Linked DNA regions of Sus scrofa: regions 2, 3 and 4 are each linked to region 1. The links are chromatin contacts, called in public Hi-C and targeted proximity ligation maps. All regions are on one chromosome and are shown on one strand. The core of a region is the stretch at or near the end of the contact, and the rest is flanking DNA. Distances in the headings are between cores, read along the strand shown.

Region 1 (3,113 bases), core at 205-2,704:
ACCAAGAGGCTCCTGAATAGTATACAGTTCCTGGCCTTCGCTGGTTATGTCACAAACCAAGATAGCCTCATTGCTTTGTGCTGAACTGGCCAAAATTAATGGGGCCAGAGGGAGTTGGTGTACAGGCCCCGAGGGACACTGTTTTCTTGGCCCCCGCAGAGACCGTTATGGGAGAAGCTAAAACCCCAGTAATCACAGCAAAATTGTTCTACTTAGAAAGAGGCCAATCAAACAGAAAAAAACAGTTTCACTGCCACACTGGGGACGCTGTATAAATGGCCAGGGTATGGACCGTGCCACTCTGGTGGTCGCTTGCCATTGAGCCTCAGAGGCAGGTTCTTGATTCTACCTTTCCTGTGCTGTCTCCTTGAATGATTGAGTGAACAAATGAATGAATTTCTCTCTCGCATATGGTAATGACTCAGAATTCTCTGATCCCGCTAGATCAGGAAACGTCTGTAGAAGTTTCGGACAAATGAATGAATGAATGAATTTCTCTCTCACATATGGTAATGACTCGGAATTCTCCGATCCCGCTCGATCAGGAAACGTCTGTAGAAGCCCCCCCCACCCCCACCCCTTTACTCTCCTTAAAAAAAGTGAGAGAATACAAAGTGGATTTTACTTTTAAGGCACAGTGAGACGGTCAGCTTTTTCTATTTCAAAGAACTGGAGCTCTGGTCAGAGAGATCTGGTAATCAGACCCAACAAATGTTCTTATCTGGACCAGTTGATAAACTGGTTCTAAAAATAATCAGAGATGATAGTTTGTACACTCTGTGCTGTTAATGGTCTGTTATGCAATTTCTCAGTATAAAAAAAAAACACAATTATGTTTGGAGAGGAGAGGAAACCATAGGAACTACAACAACAACAACACCACAAATCGAGTGATTTAATACATCTTGGCTTCTCCTTATCGAAGGGAAATTCCAATTCTTCTACTTAATCCTCTGCTCCTCCTGGTGAACAGTAATCCTGACCTGAAGGGCCCTTCCAGTCACAGACAAGGAGAAGGACCTGGCGGAAGCGTTTGGAGACTCGCTCCGTCTTGAGAAGCACCCTGAACGGGTGCCGGCTGTTTACGTCTTGCCTACTTTCTGGGTCTCTGAACCCCTTCTGCCCTGCGTACGGGCATGGCCCCGACACACACATCCCTCTGAAAACACTCCCTCCTTCCCCTGCCCCAGCAGATTCTCCAAGTACTTTTTTAGGCACCAAACGCCTTATCTGCTCTTGAGGAAGGAGGATGAGCTTCTGAAAATACTATTTGAAGACTACTTGGTCAACCCAAAAATAACAACAGTCCCTGTGGCTTGGGAGATGGAGTCCGAAGAGTTCTGAAGGGATTTGGGTAGGCTAAAAATGAGCTCACCAGGCCCTGGGTGGGACCAGCAGTTTTCACTTCTTGCCTCCACCCACCATCCCATCCTTGCCTCTGCCCAACACAGGGAGGAAGTCAGGAAATACTTGTGGATAAACACATGACAACCCGAAGACACAAACATAAAATTACTTCTTAGCATACACTGCTTTGGGTTCTTTGTCAGCGAATTGCTCCCAAGGACAAGATTGAGAAATCAGCAACTTCTGTATCATCACAGCTTAGACACCCCCCCATTTCATTTAACCTCTTCCCCACAAAGGATCTGGGGCTTCCCTTTTGCCCTTCGGCAATGAGATACGGTGTGAAACCTTTTTGAGAGTCTCAGTGGCTGGGAAGATTCTTTTAAATAAGTGGGGCTTACCTCTGCCGACGCACCTGTAATGAGTGGCTAGGACTGCTGATCTCAGTGTCTTGCCAGCGCTACAGTTTATAGTTCTGGAAGAAACAGTCTCTAAGACTGAAGAGGTTTCTGGTGCCACTGGCCTACATCAATGTGGGAATGACGCCACAAGGTACAATCTACAGCTGGCAAATCCAACAGAATCTGGTTGCACTGGCATGCGGTTTAGTGTGCCATCAAGTACATTCTGCCAGATGGGCACTGGAGGAGAGCCTGGGAGTAAGCGTAGCTGGCCATGGGACCAGCAGAAGTTCTGATGAGATGACCGACCATTCGTTTTGGTACCAATTTTACTTCCTAATACCTGCTTGTCTTCCTATGCTAGATTTTTTCTTTCTTATAATGTTACTTTCCATGGGGTTTTCACAGTTTTTTTTTTTTTCTCTTTCTTTCAGGTGACCTTTACCCCAATGCTCTGAGGGTACCATCCCCACTTTACAACTGAGGAACCAAGAAGTTTCAAAGCAAAGTGATGAAGGTGATAGTTCTTTTAGCCCATGCAAGTTTAACCACTATAGGAATTGCCCTTTGCCATAAACAACTAACAGCTATAAACTAGACAAACGTGTGAAATTATTGTTTTTAAACATCAGACATGGGCAGTCCAGGACCATGGCCCCCGAGAGAAGAAAGCAACACATAAGGTGAGACTTCTAGTTGCCCCAGACTACTAAGCAGGGGCACCTTCCCTCCCGGCACAGACAGGGAGAACCCAGAGCCCAGAGGTCTTGCTGAGTCAGAACGATTGGATATTCATATGAAAAATAACAAAAAGAACTTCAGGAGTTCCCATTGTGGCTCAGTGGAAATGAATCTGACTAGCATCCCTTAGGACGCAAGTTTAACAAGTTTAATCCCTGGCCTTGCTCAGTAGGTTAAGGATCCGGTGTTGCTGAGAGCTGTAGTGTAGGTCGAAGATGTGGCTCAGATCCTGCGTTGCTGTGGCTGTGGCGTAGGCTGGCAGCTGCAGCTCCAATCTGACCCTTAGCCTAGGAACCTCCATATGCCATGGGTGAGGCCCTAAAAAGACAAAGAAAAAAAAAAAAAAAGAAAAACTTCAACCTTATCTCATGACATACATGAACATTAGCCCAAAGTGGATCACAGATCTAAACGTAAAACTTTAAAAATCAAACTTCAGAAGAAAACCTGAGAGACTGTCTTTGTGACCTTGGGATAGGCAAAGACTTCTTTACTAGGGCACAAAAGGCATAAAACAGGAGTTCTCAGGTGGCCTAGTGGTTGAAGGATCTGGCGTTGTCATTGCTGTGGCACAGGTTTGACCCCGGCCCAGAAACCTCCACATGCCTCAGGCGCAGCAAAAAA
Region 2 (3,113 bases), core at 335-2,834, 420 kb before region 1:
GTGGGTTTGCTTTGCAGATTCCAGGTCTGGAGCCTGGTTTTTAGAAAGTTCTTTGGAGTCTTTCCAAGGGGTTGTCCCTGAGTGTGTGCTGTGCCCCAGGTGACGCCCATCTGGTTGAAGCGTATTGTTCCCACCAGAAGCTGATGAGAAGACACAGCGTGTGGGGGCAGTGACTGGGAAATATTACCGTGCACACTCCTGGGCTACAGCCCATGGTTATGTGCCGCCCTAGAACTGGGCTGTGAGGAAAGGACATCCCGGATGGCCTGGGACAGCACCAAAGATCCTTCTCTTCTTGAAAATTCCCTCATTCAGTGTAAGCCAGGTGGGTTGGTCACCCTCAACACAAGGTGTTCAGAGAGAGGCAAATAGCTTAAAGTGGCTTCTTGGAGGAGCTGAGATGGAAACAGTTCCCATCCTAGACTTTGGGTGTTGACTGTCCCCTTGGCCCTGCCTTTGAGTAAGTCTGGGTTTCTCAGGCACCAAATCCAGACAGAAGGGTAAGGAAACCATTATTTCTTGAACACTTGCAATGAACTAGCTACTGCTGTAGGGACTTTTTTACCCAATTGATTCCTAATCTATGGAAGCCTTCTTATTGCTTCTCTTTTAGGAGTTCCCTGGTGGCCCAGTGGGTGAAGGCTCTGGTGTTGTCACTGCTGTGAAGCAGATTCGATCCCTGGCCCCAGGGAACTTCCATATGCTGAGGGCAAGGCCAAAAAAAAAAAAAAAAAAAAAGAAAGAAAAAAAAGAAGCAATTGTATTTTCTTCTTCTTCTTTTTTTAAAAATTGTTATTTCCCCAATACAATTTTTTTTTCTACTATACAGCATGGTGACCCAGTTACACATACATGTATACATTCTTTTTTCTCACATTATCGTGCTCCATCATAAGTGACTAGATGTAGTTCCCAGTGCTATACAGCAGGATCTCATTGCTAATCCACTCCAAAGGCAGTAGTTTGCATCTATTAACCCCAGGCTCCCAATCCACCCCACTCCCTCTCCCTCCCCCTTGGCAGCCACAAGTCTATTCTCCAAGTCCATGATTTTCTTTTCTGTGGAAAGGTTCAATTGTGTCATATATTAGATTCCAGATATAAGTGATATCATATGGTATTTGTCTTTCTCTTTCTGACTTCATTCAGTAAGAGAGTCTCTGGTTTCATCCATGTTGCTGCAAATGGCATTATTTTGTTCTTAAAAAAAAGAAGTGATTTTAGAGGCAGGACACTGAGGCTCACGAGGTTATGTAATTGCCTGAACTCAGACGTATATCAACCAGAGAAGGTAGGAGGGACCTAGTCCTCGTGACACAGAAGCCCAGGCCCTTTCTAAGGGGTTTTGCTATGTGTATGGGGGTGTGTGTGTCAGAGATGTGACTGGGGACTTCAACTTTACAGTCGTCCCTCAGCCCTCAGGATGGGGCTCTCCTGGGATCTAGGGAGGACCCCCAGCAACTACTGAAATAGTTAAGAAAGGGGCACCCAGGAGGTATTTGTCTTTGTGCTGTCTCAGGCCTAGCTGCACAGTTGGCCCTTTACCACCAGGTGGCGCTGTGGCTCTGCCTTAGAGGGCTCCCCCTAGTAGTGGAGCCTGAGCAGTGCGGACCTTAGGGAATAGCCACTGACTTTATTTTATCTACAGCCTACAGGGCAACTGGGGGCCTGTCCAGAGCTTTCTGCCTTTCCTGGACTCTGGCAGGCCGAGGAGAGAGGGGGGCAGGAGGTCTGGAGAGGAAGCGGCTTGGGCCAACGCAGGGTGTTGGCAGTGAGGGTTGACTGTCCAGCAGTTGTCAGGAGGAGGGGCAGGGACTCTGTCCTGGGCTAATGGGACACTGACCCAAATCATCTCCCAGTGGGAGCAAAACACGTTGGGAAAAGTGGACTTGCTCCCCAGTGGGCTGGGGTTTGGGCAGAGAAAAGGTACTCTTCCTGCCCCACAGACTGTTTCATCCAGTGAAGGCCTGGATTGGGGGGAGGGATGGCCCTGGTCATCTGCCTGTTAGCCCTCTGCTGACCACAGGCAGAGCCTTAGCCAGGTCCCCATCCGTCCTCTGGTTGCCCCTGCCCTTTGGGAAAATGGCTCCGAGGATGCCGGTCCTTAGGAGCTGGATCTTTAATCACCTGTTTTGTATAGAAGGACTCATCCAAAGCTCTACCCCAGGGCTCAGGCCTTCGAAATTCTCATCAAAAAACAACACTGCGACAAACTTTTAACTCTTCTTCAAAGCCCACACCAGTTCCAGGTCGTGATTTGCTATGTATCAGCAGCTTAACAGTGGGCTTGGCCTGCAGTGTCAATGTCAGAACATAAAATAAGGGGTTCCGGGAGTTCCTGTCATGGTTCAGTGGTTAACGAATCCGACTAGGAACCATGAGGTTGCGGGTTCCATCCCTGGCCTTGCTCAGTGGGTTAAGGATCCAGCGTTGCCGTGAGCTGTGGTGTAGGTTGCAGATGCAGCTCGGATCCTGAGTTGCTGTGGCTCTGGTGTAGGCCGGCGATTACAGCTCCAATTAGATTCCCTAGCCTGGGAACCTCCATGTGCCACAGGATCGGCCCTAGAAAAGGCAAAAAGACAAAAAAAAAAAAAAAAGACATAAAGGAGGGGGGGTTCCTATTGTGGCTCAGCAGGTTAAGAACCCAATTAGTATTCATGAGGATGTGGGTTTGATTCCCTGGTCTTGCTCAGTGGGTCAAGTATCTGGCATTGCCACAAGCTGTAGTGTAGGTTGCAAATGTGGCTCAGATCCTGCGTTGCTGTGGCTGTGGTGTAGGCCGTCAGCTGCAGCCCTGATTCAACTCCTAGCCTGGGAATTTCCATATGCCGTGGGTGCAGCCCTAAAAATAAAGAAAGGAAAAAAAAAGAACATAAAAATAAGGTCCCATCTCAATAGCTCCAGTTTTCCTCCTGCTCCTTCATGCTTTCTCCTGGTGGGCAGCCTGCCAGCCCCTCAGCCCCTCAGCATGTGTGAGTTTAGCAAAGCCCATCAGAGAGCAGGTGGTGGGGGTGGGAAAGAAGGATAGGGAGTGTGTGTGGGGGGCTTTGGGAAAGAAAGGTGCTTGGAAGAGGGACAGGGGAGCAGAAAGCAGAGGGTGGGTGCTGCTGGAG
Region 3 (3,113 bases), core at 266-2,765, 400 kb before region 1:
GCAGTAGGCCCAGGCTGGGGAGCAGTGGGGAGCGGTGGGCAGCGGTGGGCATGGAGGCTCCTAAGAGCACTTTTCCAAGGCCTTCCATGTCTCTGAATATCTAGTTTGCCTTTTTTCCCCCCAGGGCTGCACTCAGGGCCTATGGAAATTCCCAGGCTAGGGGTCTAATTGGAGCTACAGCTGCAGGCCTACAGCACAACCACAGCAACACGGGATCCCAGCTGCATCTGTGACCTACACCACAGCTCACAGCAACCCGGATCCTTAACCCACTGAGCGAGGCCAGGGATTAACCTGCGTCCTCATGGATATTAGTTGGCTTAGTTACTGCTGAGCCAGGACGGGAACTCCATGATTGTTTAAAGTTTTCAAATGCAACCCTTTGGTGAAATCACAGGGAGCAGCTGGGCACTGGTGGGGCCAGGCTGTCATGTTGGAGAGTGAGCCTTCGGCTAGGACTAAGTGAGGCACCAGTTCTGCTGCTGGAGGCAGGGAAAGGGCAGGCCCAGGCCCCACCTCCTGGTTCTTGGAGGAACAGGAGCAGGAGACGGTTGTACCCTGGGCCCTCTGGGTGGCCTTGGGGTTTGTGGCTGCAGCTGGGGCCCAGGCCTGGGTTCTTGGCCTGAACAGCTATACGGATGCTTTTCCTGTGAGGCCTGTGTGGACAGAGGGGAAAGTGTAGGGGTGGGAGGGTTGGGCTCTCTGGGGGAAATGGTTAATAGAATGACAGTGGGGCTCTGGGACCTTACACAGGAGTCCTGGGGTGCATTTCCTCACTCCAGCCTTGAGCATACTGGGGACCTCATGGTTGCTTGCTATCAGCCTCATTGAGTCCTGGGTACCCCCCTCGGAGGCAGCCAGACCTCTGTCCTGAAAGCCTCCCCGGCCCCTCCTGTCTTCCTCCCTGGGTGATATAGGGGCGAAGTGAGGGACCAGGTTTGGCTATGGATGTGTTTTCTTTCCCCATGGGTGTTGCTGGAGGTGACGCTAGAAATTTTTGTTTCATCCTCTACCCCCTTCAGGCCTTACTTTCCTGAAAATACCAGAATGAATCGTGCTATAGTGAACACCCTTGTAAGCACAGGCCAGTCTCAGAAATAAAATTACAAATCCAGCTGAAGGCATCCATGAGCACCTTCCAAACCCACCTCCCTTCCCCCACCCCCTCCCCTTCTCCCCAAGAAGTAACTAGTATCTGGTATTTGGCATTTTTCATTCTCATAAATTTCTTTAACTTTTTGGTACATATGCATGTTTTTCTGAAATATTTACAGAGTTGTTTTGCCTGCTTTGAAACCTGTATAAATAATGTCGTTCTACTATGTATTCTTGTGTAATCAGTTTCTGCTTCTCAGTATGTTTAGGGATGCTAGCCCACAGACATACGTGACTCTAGCTCACTTATTTTCCATGCTGTGCAGGATTCCACTGCGTGCCTCCATCATCTCTCCAAGGAGGCCTCCTGCCAGCGCCCTGGGGGTGTGGCTCTGCTCCCTGGGGTACTTCCTTGTACAGAGAGCTCCAGCTCTGTGGACGCTCCCCTAGCCCATGTTAGGGTGCCAGGGCCCTTCCCTCCCTTCCGGAACCATTGCTTCATGGAAGAGGAATTTGAGTGGATTTCAGGCAACCTTGTGTTTCGCATAAATCAATGTTGAAAGTGAAACCCCAGCCCAATGGGGCTGCAATTGCAACCAGCTGAGTACAGCTGGGCTGGCTGGTTTGAACCTGGCTGGAAGGAGTTGTGCACTCCACATGGACAGAGTCTTTGACCGTGACGTGCTGGCCAGCCCATTCAGCAGAAAGGGGGGACACTGGCCAGCCACAGCCGCTGGCTGAACCCCTGTGTTGAGTCCCGCCCTCCTCTCTGCCCTGACCACTCCTGCTTTTGCCCAGTGACCTCCAGGGTGGGTATTGTTGTACTTTGAGGAGGGGCAGTGAGGTTCTGGGACCTGCTGGGGGCAGCTCGTCCTGAGGCGCTTACATTTTAGACCCTTAAAATGAGAGAGGCAGTGAATCCACACATGAATTCAGACCCCGATTCTTGACACGTGTAGCACCCAGAGCTCCTTTGCTTTTGTAGGATTCTTCCTCCTTAAAAAAGATTAAGTTTATGCTTTCTTTTTAAAAAAATTTTTAAAAATTAAAAAGTTTATTTTATTAAAGTGTCATTGATTGACAGTATTGTGCCAATTTCTGCTGTATAGCAAAGTGACCTGGTCATACATATATAAATTTATGCCTTTGTTAACATGCAAACTATTACATTTATAATGGGTAAGCAATATATAGCACAGGGAACTATATCCAGGCACTTGTGATAGAACATGATGGACAGTAATATGAGAAAAAGAATGTACATGCATGTGTGAAGAGGTCACTGTGCTGTACAGCAGAAATAGACACAACATTGTAAATCAACTATACTTTAATAAAAAATAAAATACATAGTATTTAGACTGCTAGTATAAAGGTGAGTATAATCAAGGCTGGATTTGTTATTATTGTTATTATTATTATTATTTTAGGGCTGTACCCATGGCATATGGAAGTTCCCAGGCTAGGGGTGAATCAGCTGTAGCTGACCGCCTACACCACAGCCACAGCAACGCCAGATCCTTAACCCACTGAGGTCAGGAATCAAACCCGCATCCTCATGGATACTAGTTGGGTTCGTTACTGCTGAACCACAACAGGAACACCTAGATTCGTTATTATTGTATTTGGTCTTTTTCTGCTTTTTCTTTTTCTTTTTTGTCTTTTTAGGGCAGCACCTGCAGCATATGGAGATTTCCAGGCTGGGGTCTAATCGGAGCTGTTACTGCCGGCCTACACCACAGCCACAGCAACGTGGGATCTGAGCGGCATCTACGACCTACACCACAGCTCACGGCAATGCCGGATCCTTAACCTCCTGAGCAAGGGCAGGGATCAAACCCGCAACCTCATGGTTCCTAGTTGGATTCATTAACCACTGAGCCATGACAGGAACTCCTTCCTGCTGATTTTAAAAGAAATGAAAACATTTTGGAGAACCCCCTAAAAGCATCACAGGCCCTGGGCCTGATGGCTGCTGCGGAGTCTCCAGCAGCTACCTTCTGTGGTGACTGGACCCC
Region 4 (3,113 bases), core at 198-2,697, 290 kb before region 1:
GAATGCAGAGTAACGGATCAACTCACTCTAACAAACAGCCAGCAGGGCAGGGACCCAAGGGAAAAGGGCTAAGGTGGGACTCTGGAGGAAGATGTTGGCGATCCTGGCACAGGAGGAGCCCAGGAACCAACGGGCAGTGGTATCATTTGTGTGGACTATCTGCTCAGGCCCCTGCTTTTCTTCCTCAGGCAAAAGGGCAGGGCCCCCTTCATTCATTCATTCATCTATCCATTCATTCATTCATTCACTGGTTCTTGTACACCCATGGTGGCCAGGGCAGTGGGCTAAGCCCTGAGGATCCAGAGGTGACTGAGCATGGATTCCACCTCTAGGACTTCACTGACTTCTGGGGAGCCCACCAAGAAATAGCTTTGATTGACTGCTTGCTTGCTTGATTGCTTCAGTTATTATTGAGTGTATACCACATGTCTGCACTATTCTAGGCTCATAGGATCTCTCCGTAAACAAAATAGTTTTGGAAGAGCAGACAGGCTATAAAAATAAAAAAATAAGTTCTCGTTGTGGCTCAGTGGTTCACAAATCCGACTAGGAACCATGAGGTTGTGGGTTTGATCCCTGGCCTTGTTCAGTGGGTCAAGGATCCGGCGTTGCCGTGAGCTGTGGTATAGGTCACAGACACGGCTCCGATCCCATGTTGCTGTGGTGTAGGCCGGCGGCTACAGCTCTGATTAGACCCCTAGCCTGGAACCTCCATATGCCATGGGTGTGGCCCTAGAAAAGACAAAAAGACAAAAAAAAAAAATCAGGTGAATAATATGTTTAGAAAGTGAAAAGTGTTATAAGAAAGGAAAGTGGAGCAGGTGAGGAGGATCAGGAGGTGTGGGTTGGTCGCTGTGTTCACAGGGCCCAGGAGGTCAGGCTTCCCTGAGAAGGTGAGACAGGAACAAAGAATTGAAGCTGATAGCAGAGATGAGAATGGTTTTTTGGGGTACGTGCAAAGGCCCAGGGGCAGGAGGGGGACTGCGATATTCAGGAGCAGCAAGGAAGCCAGTGAGTCTGGGGTAGAGAGGGAAAGAGAAGCAGGAATGAGGGTCCAGAGATAAGGAAGACCATGCCAGGAGGATCTGAGAGGCTGCTATAGGGTTTTAGCTTTTATGGTGAGATGGGAGGTGCTGGAGGGTTTTGAGCAGAGAGATGTGTGTTGACTGTTTTTTTTTTTTTTTTTTTTTTTTTTTCAGAGGACCGTGTGAGCTGTTGTATCCACAGTAGCCTGGAAAGGGTGAGGGCAAAGGGCTGGGGGACCGGTCAGAAGGCACCTACCACAATCCAGGTAGGAGGTGACAGTGCTGCAGCCAGGCTGCACGGCGAAGGATGGGAGGGGCCCCCGGAGAAACCTGAATCAGGTACCACAGTAACGGGGAACGTGGAGGAGGGCGTGATTCACTCCAAGGCCGCTTTCCCAGGGGATGTGACTCAGGCAGGATTTTGAAAAATGAGCAGTTCAGCAGGCACTCAAGAGGGTGAGAACATTCCAACACCGGTGTGCCGGGGCCCCATTGAGAGGGAGCCAGGCCTGTTTGGGGACCTATGAAGCAGCATCACATCAGAGCAGAAGGGTCAGGGGAGGCCAGATGGGGAAGGAGCTCGCCGCTCTGCCAAGGGTGTTGTCCTCTGGGCGCCAGGGAGTTCAGGAAGAATTTTAAGCCTGGGGGCCGGTGGTGCTTAAGACCTAAAACTTGCTATTAAGAAAAGTCCCGTGGTCACCATGAACGGCCTGGGGGGAGGTGGCAGGGAAAACCCAGAGGGGAAGCAGAAAATGAGGGCTGACCCGGGGCAGTGGGAGAGAGGGAAGGAGGCATGAGAACCGTTTAGGGAGAAGAGAGGATCAGGGCCGTGTGGGTTTGGGGAAAGAGGAGCAGGCTGTTTTGAGGAAGAGAATGAGTCATGTGGGGGCCGGCTGAATTGGAGGATCCGCTGGGGGATCAGACAGCCAAGCCCCAGAGCAGCCAATGTTGGAGTCTGGAGCTCAGCGGAGGGGACTTGGGTCCAGAAGCCTCAAGGGACAGGTGGCATTTAAGCTGTGGAAGGCCACCAGCTAAAAGGCATCTCCAGATTTTTACCTTTAGTAAGATCTGAATAGAGGTATATTTCCCTCCTCTTTGCCTCTTTCCCAAGGCCTTTGAGAGATACAGTGAGAAAAACATTCTTGAGGGTAAAGAGGAGGGATCCAGGAGGGGATCCTCCTAGGGCAGCACGGAGGAATCCCTGGGCTGGTCCCACTTCACCCCACGGTGTCTGCGGGCAGAGGGGCCTGGATAGGCAGGGCTCTTGGTATCCATTGTCCGTGGGTCTCTGCATGCAGATATGTAAAGTTATGTGTTTTCATCTCCCCGTGATTCCTGTTTTCCTGCAGCCCTTCCCGCTGAGGCGTATGGCCCAATGAAGTTGGAGGGGTGAATTCGAAGCAAGACCTCAAGCAGGGGGTGAAGCGGACATGATGTAGAGAAGCTGCTGCTGATGGCAATGGGACCAGAAAAGGGGGGCCTAAGGAAGAGAGAACATGAGAAGCAAAAAGGGCAGCCCCTTAACCTTCAACCTCAGAGGCTCGTGTGGGAGAAACCCAGTCAGGTCTGAGGGGAGATCTCACAGCAAGGGGGTGGGTGGGACTTGACTCAGATTGCAGTGGGGAGAAATTTTAATGACACCCCCTCCCTAGCAAACCAGCGATGCAAGATGGTGCCAGCACAATATGGTGCCAATCAGGAGGTGGTTTGGAATGGCTGAGGAAGGGAGTCTGGGAAGTGGCTTCATGCAACGCTGCTCGTTCTAGTGAGAATGCAGCCAGGTAGTCCTAGGTCCCAGGGGCCGCAGAGCCAAGATCTGCCTCACCAGCTATGTGCAGGGACCATGCACTTTGGCTTCACCTCTTCCTGCCCCTACCCCACCAGCAAGCCCCAGGGACCAGAACCATCTCTGTCCTGCGTGTGTGTGTGTGTGTGTGTGTGTGTGTGTGTGTGTAAGAATGCAGGGGACTCCACTCAGACCTTCAACCCTCTTGTCCCACCACCGTGAGGCCCATGAACATCTCTCTGCACCAGGAAATTATCTTGGCTGGGAGAAGGCGGAAGGGTGAGAAAACCTTGGAATACTGA

What was found. Hi-C and Micro-C count contacts between places; a contact is called where the count stands out from the background.
Region 2: a targeted proximity ligation map of alveolar macrophages shows a contact between it and region 1. A contact is called at or near these places in 2 of 47 Hi-C or Micro-C datasets (heart right ventricle and retroperitoneal adipose tissue) and 2 of 2 datasets of targeted methods (alveolar macrophages and skeletal muscle).
Region 3: a targeted proximity ligation map of alveolar macrophages shows a contact between it and region 1.
Region 4: a Hi-C map of retroperitoneal adipose tissue shows a contact between it and region 1, with 2.1 times the contacts expected there. A contact is called at or near these places in 2 of 47 Hi-C or Micro-C datasets (retroperitoneal adipose tissue and subcutaneous adipose tissue) and 1 of 2 datasets of targeted methods (alveolar macrophages).

The regions. Positions count from the first base shown.
Region 1 is chr3:97,129,737-97,132,849 of Sscrofa11.1, reverse strand. The region is part of intron 33 of THADA (thyroid adenoma-associated protein); the gene reads right to left. Among named protein-coding and RNA genes, the nearest start is that of ZFP36L2, 69 kb to the left of the region's middle.
Region 2 is chr3:97,552,987-97,556,099 of Sscrofa11.1, reverse strand. The region is part of intron 2 of LOC106509843 (a long non-coding RNA gene); the gene reads left to right. Among named protein-coding and RNA genes, the nearest start is that of TRNAI-UAU, 13 kb to the left of the region's middle.
Region 3 is chr3:97,528,928-97,532,040 of Sscrofa11.1, reverse strand. The region is part of intron 2 of LOC106509843 (a long non-coding RNA gene); the gene reads left to right. Among named protein-coding and RNA genes, the nearest start is that of TRNAI-UAU, 37 kb to the left of the region's middle.
Region 4 is chr3:97,418,620-97,421,732 of Sscrofa11.1, reverse strand. LOC106509843 (a long non-coding RNA gene) reads left to right here. Exons shown (of 8, transcript XR_002342750.1): 6 at 1,200-2,589. Among named protein-coding and RNA genes, the nearest start is that of TRNAI-UAU, 150 kb to the left of the region's middle.